2 separate regions of the Zea mays genome follow, and region 2 is linked to region 1. A link is a contact called in public Hi-C data. All regions are on one chromosome and are shown on one strand. Each heading gives the region's core, a stretch centred on a gene start, on an enhancer-like site or on the middle of the called end of the contact. The rest is flanking DNA. Distances are from core to core; before and after follow the strand shown. Region 1 holds the start of LOC100278145. Region 2 holds the start of LOC100191773 (Protein JASON).

Region 1 (6,550 bases), core at 2,761-5,260:
CAATTGCTATTGTGGAGGCCATTTCTCCTGAGCTTGGTAACCGCGTGCAAAGAGTCCGTGTGCAGCTTCCTGGTCTAAGCCAGGAGCTTCTTCAAAAGTTGAGGGAGAAGAACATCGATTTTGCTGCTCACAGCAACCAGGAGGACTCTGGTTCTCTTCTGTTCAACCTTATTGGAAATTTGGCATTCCCGCTTATCCTTATCGGTGGTCTGTTTTTACTTTCAAGAAGGGCACAGGGTGGCCTCGGTGGACCCAATGGTCCTGGCTTTCCCCTTGGTTTTGGTCAATCTAGGGCCAAGTTTCAGATGGAACCCAACACTGGTGTTACATTTGATGATGTTGCTGGTGTCGATGAAGCGAAGCAAGACTTCATGGAAGTGGTTGAGTTCTTGAAGAAACCCGAAAGGTTCACTGCTGTTGGTGCTCGCATTCCTAAGGGTGTTCTGCTTGTCGGTCCTCCTGGGACGGGTAAAACTTTGCTTGCCAAGGCAATTGCAGGAGAGGCTGGCGTGCCATTTTTCTCAATTTCAGGTTCTGAATTTGTGGAGATGTTTGTTGGTGTTGGAGCTTCCAGAGTTCGTGACCTTTTCAAGAAGGCCAAGGAGAATGCTCCTTGCATAGTGTTTGTTGATGAAATTGATGCTGTTGGAAGGCAAAGAGGTACAGGTATTGGTGGTGGAAATGATGAAAGGGAGCAGACTCTCAATCAACTACTAACTGAGATGGATGGTTTCGAGGGCAACACTGGAATTATTGTTATTGCTGCCACTAACCGGGCTGACATATTGGATTCCGCTTTACTTAGACCTGGGCGTTTTGATAGACAGGTTTGTTATTTTCGTTGGATTCTATCTGTCATTGCATTTAGATTTCTGTTCTGTCTTTGTAATGTTGTCTATTGTTTACTTGCAAAAATTCGAGTCTAACCATTTTGTAGCCAAAGGTTCAATATCCATGTTGTTTCCTTTGTAGCTTACTCAGCTGATCCATTTTCTTCAGCTTGATTCATCTTTCATTCAATACCTGAACACTAGTTAGATCTTAACGGAAATATATGGGGGTTGTTCTTAACATCTTTGGTATGCCTTGTAATTCATTACACAGGTGTCTGTCGACGTTCCTGATGTACGTGGAAGGACAGAGATTCTAAAAGTGCATGGTAGCAACAAGAAATTTGATTCTGATGTTTCTCTTGATGTCATAGCAATGAGAACACCTGGGTTCAGCGGAGCAGACTTGGCAAACCTTCTGAATGAAGCAGCCATTCTGGCTGGAAGACGGGGAAGGACAGCAATTTCTTCAAAAGAGATTGATGATTCTATTGACAGAATTGTAGCTGGTATGGAAGGGACCGTGATGACAGACGGGAAGAGCAAAAGTCTTGTTGCTTACCATGAAGTTGGGCATGCAATTTGCGGGTAAGAGATGGATCTTCCTCTTTGCAGAGCTTCTTTCTTTTGTCTTAACATTGGAATGTGATTGGGTTAATTTAGGTTTTGATTGGTTTCTCAGATATTCTGATCTGCATTTTAATTATTTCTAAGGTATTTCAATTACTTTAGGTGCATACATGCGCTAATATGGTTTCTAAAGCGAGCTTACTAAATATATTGTCTAAAATATCTGATAGTAGTAAGATGACATGGAAATTATTTGATGATGCAATAGAGTACTACGACTTGGATTTAATATTTAATGAACTGCCCATAGCTGTGATGTACTAAGTGGCTCCTTTCCTGTTTCCATGTTCCCCTCAGAAAAACATATTGTATCTTCGCGGCTTCACTTTTGATTTATTGGACTGCCTTTTTGTATGTCTTTTCCTTGGTAACCATTCCATGTCAAATTTATCTCATTGATTTGTGGAGTGGAAATCTCTTTGCAGAACTTTGACGCCTGGCCATGATCCTGTCCAAAAGGTTACCTTAGTTCCAAGGGGTCAAGCTCGTGGTCTTACATGGTTTATCCCGATGGATGACCCAACACTCATCTCCAGGCAGCAACTTTTTGCCAGAATTGTTGGCGGCCTTGGTGGTAGAGCTGCTGAGGAGGTCATATTTGGAGAGCCTGAGGTGACCACTGGAGCTGCTGGTGACTTGCAGCAAATTACTGGCTTAGCCAAGCAGGTATACTACCTTTTCTATTGGAATTTTGTCAACGTACATGTTAACGTTTGCAAAGAATTTGCAAGTCGTCACGAACCATTTTGTGGTTTATGACTGACGACTATATGAATTCTAAGAACCAAACGGTGCTGCAAAATCACATGGTAGAGTCTGCTAGAATGGACAGCGATCTGTAGATATCTTGTCTCAATGCTTTACTACTACCGATCTTTGTCAACTGTACTGAGATCACAATGGTTCTGCAGATGGTTGTGACATTCGGTATGTCTGAAATTGGTCCATGGTCTCTGATGGAGGGTGGAGCGCAGAGTGGGGACGTCATCATGAGAATGATGGCAAGGAACTCCATGTCAGAGAAGCTCGCGGAGGACATTGATTCGGCCGTGAAGCAGTTGTCGGATGAGGCCTACGAGATCGCTTTGAGGCACATTAGAAACAACAGGGAGGCCATTGACAAAATCGTTGAGGTGCTCATTGAGAAGGAGACAGTGACCGGAGACGAGTTCCGGGCGATCCTTTCTGAGTTTGCCGAGATCCCTGTTGAGAACCGGGTTCCCCCAGCCACACCGGCGGCCGCGCTCCCAGCCTAAACCCTAGCCTTGTAGGGGAGGATTTTCTTGTTGTATGGTGTTCATATTTTGGATTCTTGGTGTACACTAACTCTACTAAATCTGCCGGATTTTCGGTACACGACATGTAAGATGTAACTTACTCATGGTGAATTAATAGTAAAATGTAATTAGATTAAAATAATAGGCCTGGCGCAACATTTTCAGTTTGTAGCTTCGCTTCTGGCGAGCGAAATCTCTTGCTATATGTTCCACGGTTCCTACTTCATAAAACTATATGTTCTAATTAAGAACTTGCCATTTTGTTTTTGGAACTGATGGGATCGGGATCAGCAAGTTGCCACATTTTTAAAATGCAAATCTAACCAGCAAAATTACACCTCGTTATTAGCCAGGTGTGATCCCATTCCCAAATTTGCTTGTCAATTGGTTTTGATCATCCTAAAAAGCTATACGCCTCACCGGCGCAGCCAATGAGTCGAGAATATGCGTTGGTTATGCTACTACGAATGTAACCGACCTCATTCTAGAGCAACGACAAGCCGGTAAATAAAAAGGAATAAAGCGTAAACCAGAACTGTCGCCAACAGATTATAAAGAATGACAACACAGTCACACCTGTCAGTGTCGTCACTGTACGGCAAATTAGCAAAAAGCATACGGGTCTTCACGTGCAAAAGCTAAGAAATATACGTACTCGCTCAGCTCCATAGCACTTCAACGTTTGCTTACTGAGATCAATAGAGAAGATAGAATATAGAAAACTAAAATATTCTTTAAAAATAGAGATAGATACGTATTAGATAATTAGGAATGTGCCCTTGCGTTACCACTAGGAATGTACCCTTGCGTTACCACGAGACAAAGAGAGTGTGAGAAGCAACGTTTAGACTACAAATATAATTTTTATTTATCTATAAACATTAAGTTATTTGTGGTATGGTGGTTAGCTCTAAATTTTTGTGCATAGATGTGTATGAGTTCGATTACTCGTTCTGCACTATTTTTTGTGGACACTGGTGTGGGGAGTGTGAAGTCGTGGTAGCACGTGCCTACATTAGATTTTTGATAGAATAGTATAGAAGATATTAAATATATTAATAAGTAAATATAATATTATCTCTGTCTAAAAATAGTAGTTATTTTAGTTCTTTGTTTTTAATGTTTATATTTAAATGCATAAAGATAAATCTAGACACATATTAAACACATACATCAAATAATAATAAATTTATTAACTAATAAAATAAATTTTAATTTAGGACGGACAATGTAAGATAAAATCTGGAAAGTGATACGTATGTATTTTGGGATGGAGTACTCCGACGCAAAACTCTCTCCGCTGCTCCGCAAACCAAGCAAGACCGGAAGAGCGCCCAGGCCCACCACAGCGGCCACTCCTCCCCCATTCCCGAGTCCCGACCAACCACCGGCACCGACGCGGCCGCTCCCCAGCATGGCCTCCACCGCCGCCGCGCCGCGCACCACGAAGGAGCTCATGGACGCCCTCACCGCGCACCTCTCTCTCTACCACGCCGCCGCGAACCCTAGCCCCGCCACCGCTGCTGCCTCTACCTCCTCCTCGTCACCGCGCGCTGCGATCCTCCGGTGGCTCGCCTCCCTCTCCCCCGCCGCGCGCGCTGCGGCTGCCACCTCCCTCCTCTCCCCCGCCGCGGCTGCCGCGCTGCTCTCCATGGTCCGCCGGCTCCGCCTCCGCGGCCACTCCTCCTTCTTCGTGCTCCACTCCTCGTCCCCGTCCACCTCCGCGCGCGGAGCCGAGGAGCCAACCGTCCTCTCGCGCCTCTCCCGGGGCCTCCTCGCCCGCGCCGCCGCCAGCTCCCGGGCGCAGGCGCTCCTCTTCGCCAACACCCTCCTCTTCCCCTCGTCGCCCGCATCGTCGCGGCGCCCCGACGTGATCACCGTCGCCGAAGCCTTCGTCGCTGACCTCGACGGCTTTGTCGCAGCCATGGATGAGATCTCTGGCGGGAGGTTCCTCTGCTGCGGGGAGGGGGAAGTGGACCTGGCCGCGCTGGCGTGTCAAGATTTCCCGGAGCTGCCCTGGCTTAATGCCAAGGGGTACTACGTGATCGAGGAGTTTCTGGCCAATAGGTTGGATATCGCACTGCGAATGTCGTGGGCAGCGGCAGGGGGTGGGTCAGCTGGAGGGAGAAAGGCGGTGAGAATTGGGAAGAGTGCGAAGGAGAAGGCTGGGCTTGCTGCAAACGCGTTCTGGAGGGAGAAGGGATATGCGGATTGGTGGATGAGACTGGAGCCTCGGATGAGAGCAAGTCTCATGGGGGTATTCTTCGGGAAAGGTGCAATGGCCCTGGTAATATGCTCTCTATGCTGCCTTTTGCTACAATCTGACAATTATGGATTTCAAATACTATGGGGTTGCATTTCACAATTCTATGCCTTATTTGCATAAGTGAACTCCAGATTTGGGAGTCATATCTGCAATTTCGTTATAAACTTCTACAATGGTTTTAATTCAAGTGTGATGGTTTGGGATAAGACATTTATTTGTTATTGTTACATGAATGAATTGTCAAGCTGTGATTTAGTTAAGATGTGCATGGGGCAAGTAACTCTGGGTTGTGTTTATTAAGGGTGGTGTATCCCATACTGATGCATTATTGGGGTGGCTATCGTTGACCTTTTATTGTATGATATGTGTGGAAAGGCTGTTGATGGTGATGTAAGGATGGAACATCGAGAGGAATAAAATGGCATAATCTAGTCTTGCAATCTTATTTCTAAGGTCAGTTTAGGGAAAACAGGCCATTCTTCTTAACCTTATAATAGGTCCTTGCATGGCAAATAGAAGCAAATTGCTGTTTCTAGTATTGACGTTAATTTATGCAAATTTAGGTGCATCTTTCCTTTAAATAAAAAAACAAGTAAGACAATCTAGTAGGCTCCAAAGAGACTTCCTCAAAAAGTATGCGAAATATGAAAGCACCTGGTTCAGAAGTAATGAAGACAGATTTCACATATATGTTCAAAGCATTGGTTCTTCTCTTGTTTTGGAAATGGCATACAGAAGTTGCCTATTGTGTTATGTTTGTGCTGAGAAAAAAGCCCTTCTTTTTCCTGAAATAGCATTAGCATGTTCAGTCTGTTTGGCAAGTGACGTTTTCTGAAATCTGCATGCTTTATCTAACTGAAGTTTCAACATAGTCTTAATTAATTAAAGGATCCAGAATAACTGTTATGTAGCAGAGTTAGTGTTATCATACTTTTTTAACAAGTTATAAAATGGGCCTTGCATTTGGCCCAATGAATATATTTCTGAGACATCGCGGGTTAAATGTTTTACTAGTATTTATAAAAGTATTTTTATATAATAGTCACCACAGTATGTTTATTGCACGTAGTTTACTTTGTGATCTGTATGATTTTCTGTGTGATTCTGGAAATTATCCTCTATTTAAATGTGGGACCCTCATTTTTTTTTCTTGAAGTTGTGTCTTTCTTGAATCTTCACGTGTTAAAGTTAGCCCAATCATATTGACGTTGCATAACAAAAATCAGCTCTTGTCATCTCACACAGGCTTGTTTTGTCACCCTAATTGAGGAAGAATTACTAAACTTTGGTGTCCAGTTGTCCTGAACATGTTTCTTCACCTCAAGCACATACTAATATGCTAATAGCTCAAGCTTGCAGGCAAATGAGATGGTTGAAGGATCAGACAGTGCCTCAAGGGATAATTTAGGTGAACCAGGATCATTCGTGGCAAACGAATCTTGTGAATGTACACGGCAGTCTCTGTTCAGAAAGAATTGTGCTTCTTCCGTTGATGGTGCAAACATTCTGTCTTGCAGCAAGAAGTCTGTATTTTATAAAGAGTTGAA
Region 2 (6,550 bases), core at 1,792-4,291, 220 kb before region 1:
AATTGTAGAATAACATGGTGATTCTATTTGAGATCACAGGGCATTTAGGTTTTATAAGCTACAAGGTGGAAAGTACGACACGTCCAAAAAAGGCGTGCCACTAGACATTCATTATAACTGGCCGGTAAGTATGTGAATTTATGAATACATATCATACATGTACGTACATAAGACAATGTTGCAACTAAATAACCAATCTCCCGTTATGTAGTGCCACAAGCAACCACCCGGATCGGTCCTATGTGGGTTCTACGTGTGCGAGTTCATGAGAATGAACGGACGATACATCACGAACCCTGACAAGGTATTATTAGTAATAGTCACGTATGTATTTATGTCATTAAAGATGCAAATGTGTTATTATTGAGTATAAATAGATGATGTTTATAAACTTCCTTTACAGCAATTTCAACAAGGAAGCCCGGAGAACTTGACTGAAGGTGCATTGTATGGCATAGTTGAGGACCTGTGCACATTCATATTGAAAGAGGTCATTCCCGCAGAAGGGAAATATCACGATGCTTCCGGAACATTAGCTTTGCCAGAGTTTAGAATACTAACAGAAATTAGTAGACTATCTCTTAGCCGAGATAGTTATTAGAGCTTAAGTGAAAACTTTGATGTATATAATGTGTGATGCATACATGGTTGTAAACAAGACTTTGATGTATATATATGTATGATAGAATTTAATTCCATGTTGCTTTTAATATCAATACTACATGTTTATCAATATCAATATCAATACTACATGTTTATCAATACTACATGTATATATATGTTTTGTGTGTGTAAATATATATAAATTTCAGTACTGATTGAAAATTTAAAATAAGGCGGGAAAACTTTCCACTGGCGGTTTTCTTTATAAAACCGCCAGTGAAAATAGCATTTCCACTGGCGGTTTCTTAAGAAAACCGCCAGTGAAAATAGCATTTCCACTGGCCCCTAGCACTGGCGGCACTGAAAAGCGCCAGTGAAAACGTCTCTAGAACCGCCACTATAGAGGCTGTGTGTACTAGTGTGTTAAGGATAAACTAATTCTAAGTGTCGATCTATTGAAGTTGAAAGACACTTAAAATACTTCAAAGGCTTTGTTTCTTCGTTGACCGTACCATAAAACCGAATGTGCATGTATATATGCGTGCCTAGAAAGTTTACTCACGCATACAACAACGTCATTATTAGCGATAACAATAATCCATATCCAGCGTGAAATATCGTTTATCTTATTACATATGGACCCATATAGGTCAAAGGAGAAAAAGGTACATCTGTTACATCTAGTGGCGAAGCTAGAGCAAAATTAAGGATGGTGCATTTGACTTGTGGATACATAATAATTTATTTTAATGGGTGCATATATGGTGAAATTTTAACCAATTCTATGGATTTTGTGTTTTTTGGGGGTGCATTTGCATCCGCTACCTATAGTGTAGCTTCACCCCTAGTTACATCAAAGATCGGAGGAACTAGCGGCCTCCACGGACATCGGTCGATACCACAGGTAGCCTAGTAGTCTTCCGCACTGTCTTCGTCCACGTAAACTCAGACACTTCCCTCGGTTGAGCAACAATGTATATGACAAGTTTGAGCATTAATTATACTCAGCAAGTGTGGTGAAGATGTTATGCAAGCTAAATTCAAGTAAGGCTAAGCTCAGTTCTTTTGTTCAAAATGCTTTTAGTTTAAATTTATTTTATAAAAATAATTATTATCTATGTGATTCTCAAATCATAATTATCAAACCACAAACACATAAAACCAAACAAAACATATCTAATCTAAGTGCGAGGATTCACGCCACTCATAGTCGTTAGCAATGGCTGTCATGACAATTTTATCTCTCCAGAGAGGTCGTACACACACAATCCCCACGAAAAATGACTTTATTTCCCTATCCTCGGAAGTATGAATATCTCCATCTAATCTATGGTTACAAGCTAGCCATAGATTCCAGAGAGAGAGAGAGAGATGTGCAGTTTCCTGGATGTTTCGTCAAGAGAACACTTTCACTTTATTGACCCAGCTTGTTCAGTGAAGTGTCGTTGTAACTCAAGCAGAAAGGAGTTAGTCAATCAATCATGAAGCAATCATATATACTTTCAGCCTAATTTCTTGTACAGTAAAGGGACATGTTTGTTTACATCGTTGTTTTATTCAGATAGTCTCTGAGATCCAGCCATGCATTTTAGTATGGGCCAATTCCTTGTATGTGATCGAAAAATATATTTATTCCTTGTGTGCACTGACCTCACATGTCATATACATAAAAAAATATATTTATATGTCACTTAGTGGCACATAAAGAATAAGTATAAATTCTGATGACATAGAAGGAATTTTGCCTTTTAGCATCAGTCCGTGCACACACCTCGCACCAAACAAACCAAAACCATTTTTTTCAAAGTAAATCACTATTTTTATTATTTGATGCACGTGCAAATTGAAGTTTGGTTGTGTGCTGTATCCGACTTCTCACCTACCCGTGACTTTATCCCTGCCGAACCGAATGGGAAAATGCTGCTCATCCATAGCCAGAGAAAGCCCAAAAGGTGCAGATGGGATCCATCCAGATAGGCTTGGATCCTAGCTTCTTCATTCCGTTTCGTCTTTCGACTCCGCATCTTCCAAACAGATCACGACCATCTTCCAAACAGGTCATGGCATTCAGGAGCTGACGTACGGGTAGGAGCTGGATCGGAGGTCGATCAGCCAGCAGACGACAAGTTCAGAGACGACGGGCGGCCAGGCCAGGCAAGACAACGGCCGGGGTTACTGCTGCTGCTGGTGTTGTTAATATTGACTCGGGCAGCTTTGGCGCGGAGAAGAAGCTAGCCCAGCTTTGGCGCCGAAACAAATTCATTGGCCCATATTATTCATAAGCCCAGCCGCGACATGACGGATTGGGTATGCAAAGCCCAGTCCATCAACGAAGACACGACACGATTCCCGTGCCGCTCACTGGCCGTGGGCCGGTGGCCTCCCCTTCATTCCCTCTGCTCCCCTCCCTCCCGTCCCCATTTCAAACGCATCTCCCCCCTCACCTCGCTCGCCTACGTACGTCTCTCTCTCTCCGCCGCGACCCCCCACAGGCGGCGCCGGCGCCGGCGCCCGCGCTGCAGCTAAACCAAACCCTAAGCCACGGCCACCGCCCTACGCCGCGGGCTCTCCGCGATGCGCCGGTGCGCGGAGGCGATCGCGAGGGCCGTGGTCGAGTTCCTCGACGCCGTCATCCTGGCCTTCATCCGCTCGTGCTTCGGCGCGCGCCCCCGCCGCGGCTCCGGCCTCCGAGTAAGACCAACCCCTGCCCCTCCTCGCTCTCCGTCCCTAAGCGCTCATCTGGCGGCTGTCTCGTGGTCATCATCGTTTCAGGATGCGCTCGTGCGCGGGGATCGGGCCGCGGAGGTCATCTGGGATGAGGAAGGTACTGCGTCTATTTTCATGATCATTTCCTCGTGTTCGGTTGTGCGTTAGAACTCGGCTGTCAGGGCGTTTTACGTATGTGTTTGTTGTTGTTGTTGCATCGGGAAAAGGCTTGGTAAGGGACGGACGATTTCATGAGGATTTGGCTGACGGGTGTGGAATTGATGAGGAGCTCAGACGCGAGGTACGCGTGCCACATTGACGCACTGCTGCTTAATTTCTTATAAGGCCTTGTGAAACACATTAAACCGTCAGTTTTTACTCAAAGGGCTTAAGATGGTTAACCTCCTCTAAGGTGACTTTCGTGGCACTCCTAACTCTAACCAGGCAAGTTACCTGAAGCTATGCGGCACTATCTCTGAAACCCCAGCTGAACTACGCAATGAGCAATCGTATGAAAACAATTTGGAAACTACTAATGAGGTGGGATCGTCCTTAACGAAAAAAAAACTGCTCCATTACTAGCTCAGCTGTCTGATGCCCTTCATTCTGGAATTGCAGTGTGATAGCAAGCTCACGTATGGACCACCGGCAAATTGCAAATTGCTGTTTGAAGCTAATTCATCACAAGGGTAAGAACTGCTCTCATTTTCACAAGTTCCAGAGTTTTTTTTTGGTATTGTCATGAGATAAAAAATAAATAAATGCCTCCTAGGCAACGCAATCCCAGATGTGAGGAGCGTCACTCGCTCAGGTCTATACTGAACAGTGAAGATGCTGGGCGTCATCATGGAGCTGAATATGTTCCTCGTTCAGCTTCCTCGGAAAAGAGGCTGTTTCAAAACATGCAACACAAGCCACTTGATTCTGGTGGTTCGCCGTTTCCAACTCCTCTAGTTCTCAGGGATGACATGCAGACCCCTGGGACAGCATACGCTTCACACAGAGGGACCTCTATATCTGGAAAGCGTGTGCGGACTCGGAAACAATTCATATACCCTGTCCTCAGATCCATCGAGAACAGACTTCAGCAGATTGAACTGACAGAAGACTCTTCACCATTGGCATCGTCCGATCCTCTAAAGGAGAGAGACTTGGGAGCAGATTCTACCAAGGATCCAACCCAAGCGTCTTCAACTTCAGTGGTCAAATCAGGACTGTCTGAAACTCCATCATATTCTGCACCTGATCCTAATGCCTCATATGGAGTAGAAGAATCACTGTCAAAATCCAACTCGGATGAAAAGAACGCTGCACTGAGCCTGTCCCGCTGGCTGAAATCTTCCTCCGCAGATGCTGAGAATCAAGATGATGAAGACTGCAGCTTTCTAACTGAGAAGCCTGTCTTCATGGTTGCACCTGATCTCAACTTGGATACCAGTAACCCTACTCCTAGGTTGCCCAAGGCATGGGATGGCAACGGTATCCCCAACACAACGACCAGATACAGAGAGGTACTCATTTGTCACTCTATCCAATGCTTTCTTTCCTTTTTTAACGTGTGGTTATATATGCGCTTTTGATCTAAATGTAACCGTTGTTAGGATCAGAGGGTCAGTTGGCACACCACGCCATTTGAACAAAGACTGCTGAAGGTGTTGTCTGATGAGGACCGTTGCCCTCCAAGGTCTGTTGCTTTTTGCGTTAGCCTAAAACTAACGTGTTTATCCCACCTTTTTTTTCGTACACCATGGCACCGTGTGCTACTTATTCTCATGGTAAAATCGTGACTGAATGCAGGAAAGTCGTCCGGGGGAAGCTGTTCCATCTCGAGGAGACAGCTGAGTAGCGGGCAGGGTTATCATATTAGCCCAACTGTGATGAGGCTGCCAGCGACCTGTTATGAAACTGAGCTCAGAAGCTGGTACCGTCATGCATGCTGCTGAAGGTGCCGTGTACAAATAGCATAATTTCTGTTGGGGTGTGATGCTGTGTATAAATGACAGTTTGAGCTGGGTTGTGAATATGAGTTACTGTACCGTCATGCATGCAGCATTGTTGGCTCACTGCTCACAAGCACACCGGTCTGTAGCTCACTCTATGGTCGCACCAGCACTGACATGAGTGAAACGTACATTTGTTTTCTATGTATTTGTGTCTGAATACAGGCTTCAAGGCCTTATGTGTCACATACAGGCATGAAAAGAAAATTGTTACATACATATGGCACCACTTTCTTGTTAATAACATCTGAAAGTCTATATTTTTTCACGTATTGTGACAACTGTTACCCGTCAGCCTCTTGTGCAGGTGAAACTTCCGGGTATGTATGTGCACAAGTCATCATTGAGGTATGTATGTACCTCTTGCCCCACTTTGATCCATCTCTCTACAACGGCATCATCTTCTCCCTCCATGCCGTCTTCATAGTTCAACAGGACACCAAACAAAATCTTCCCCTGGCGCATGTGAAATTTTGTAGTTTTAAGATCACAGAAAACAAAAAACGACAGACAAGCAAGGCATATCACATGAACCCACCTTTTTTCGTCTATACGATGCTAAAGTTGCCAGCGGTTCCTTTGACTTGATCACCTGCCCTGAGCTCTGATATTGGTTGATCATCTGACAACGGTTGCATCCTCCCATGGACTGTACATTGAACGTTCCAGAAAAATGAGACAAGTATTCAGCAATCAACAAATAAGTCAAATGTGCCCGAAAGCTAGTTTAGCAGCCACTAACCAAGTAGCTAACTCCTTTAGGGTTTTTATTATTGGTGGAATTAGCACTCGGGCATGATCATTTACAAAGACAGATGGCAAAATTTCTAAATTGGTATATTTTAATCTCTGAAGTGTGATACACTCCCTCTGACTCAAAGAATTTGTTTTAGAAGTCTCAATTTCATTCCAAATACATGTCATCCTGGAACTTCAATGCACCTCTTCCCTCTTTTCTTCCTTTCTTTCACTTGCTGAATAAATGCCATCTCTCACAAATAAATTAACACATCTTTCCAACTAAGCGTAAACGAAGAAGCTAGCAAATATCGTTTGATCCATTTTGTTAACCTTTTTGCACAACTCTAACCGGTATTTTCAATCGAAGGAAGTAGCGAATCAGTACGAATTGTACAGGGGCTTGAGAAAGAAAAGTATAAAATTGTATAGAGTGCAACGGGTAATCATCAGTTTTGTATTGTGTCTCTGCAAACGTGTCCCAGCAGCCAATTTTGCTTTAA

Evidence for each region. A called contact is a pair of places that touch in the nucleus more often than the background predicts.
Region 2: a Hi-C map of endosperm shows a contact between it and region 1, with 3 times the contacts expected there. The contact joins the promoter of LOC100191773 here to the promoter of LOC100278145 in region 1. A contact is called at or near these places in 9 of 25 Hi-C or Micro-C datasets (bundle sheath, ear, endosperm and 3 more).

What each region holds. Positions count from the first base shown.
Region 1 is chr6:102,692,283-102,698,832 of Zm-B73-REFERENCE-NAM-5.0, reverse strand. It overlaps LOC100278145, which reads left to right and starts at 4,010. Exons shown (of 16, transcript XM_008650739.3): 1 at 4,010-5,024; 2 at 6,363-6,550. The coding sequence starts at 4,152. LOC100147735 (filamentation temperature-sensitive H 2B) reads left to right here. Exons shown (of 5, transcript NM_001127249.1): 2 at 1-827; 3 at 1,105-1,418; 4 at 1,886-2,126; 5 at 2,372-2,876. The coding sequence ends at 2,716.
Region 2 is chr6:102,916,179-102,922,728 of Zm-B73-REFERENCE-NAM-5.0, reverse strand. LOC100191773 (Protein JASON) reads left to right here and starts at 3,041. Exons shown (of 7, transcript NM_001137198.1): 1 at 3,041-3,427; 2 at 3,537-3,610; 3 at 3,754-3,849; 4 at 3,928-3,998; 5 at 4,082-4,820; 6 at 4,911-4,993; 7 at 5,107-5,527. The coding sequence starts at 3,178. The coding sequence ends at 5,155. LOC103629655 (molybdenum cofactor sulfurase) reads right to left here. Exons shown (of 22, transcript XM_020539337.2): 21 at 5,848-5,958; 22 at 5,428-5,765. The coding sequence ends at 5,601.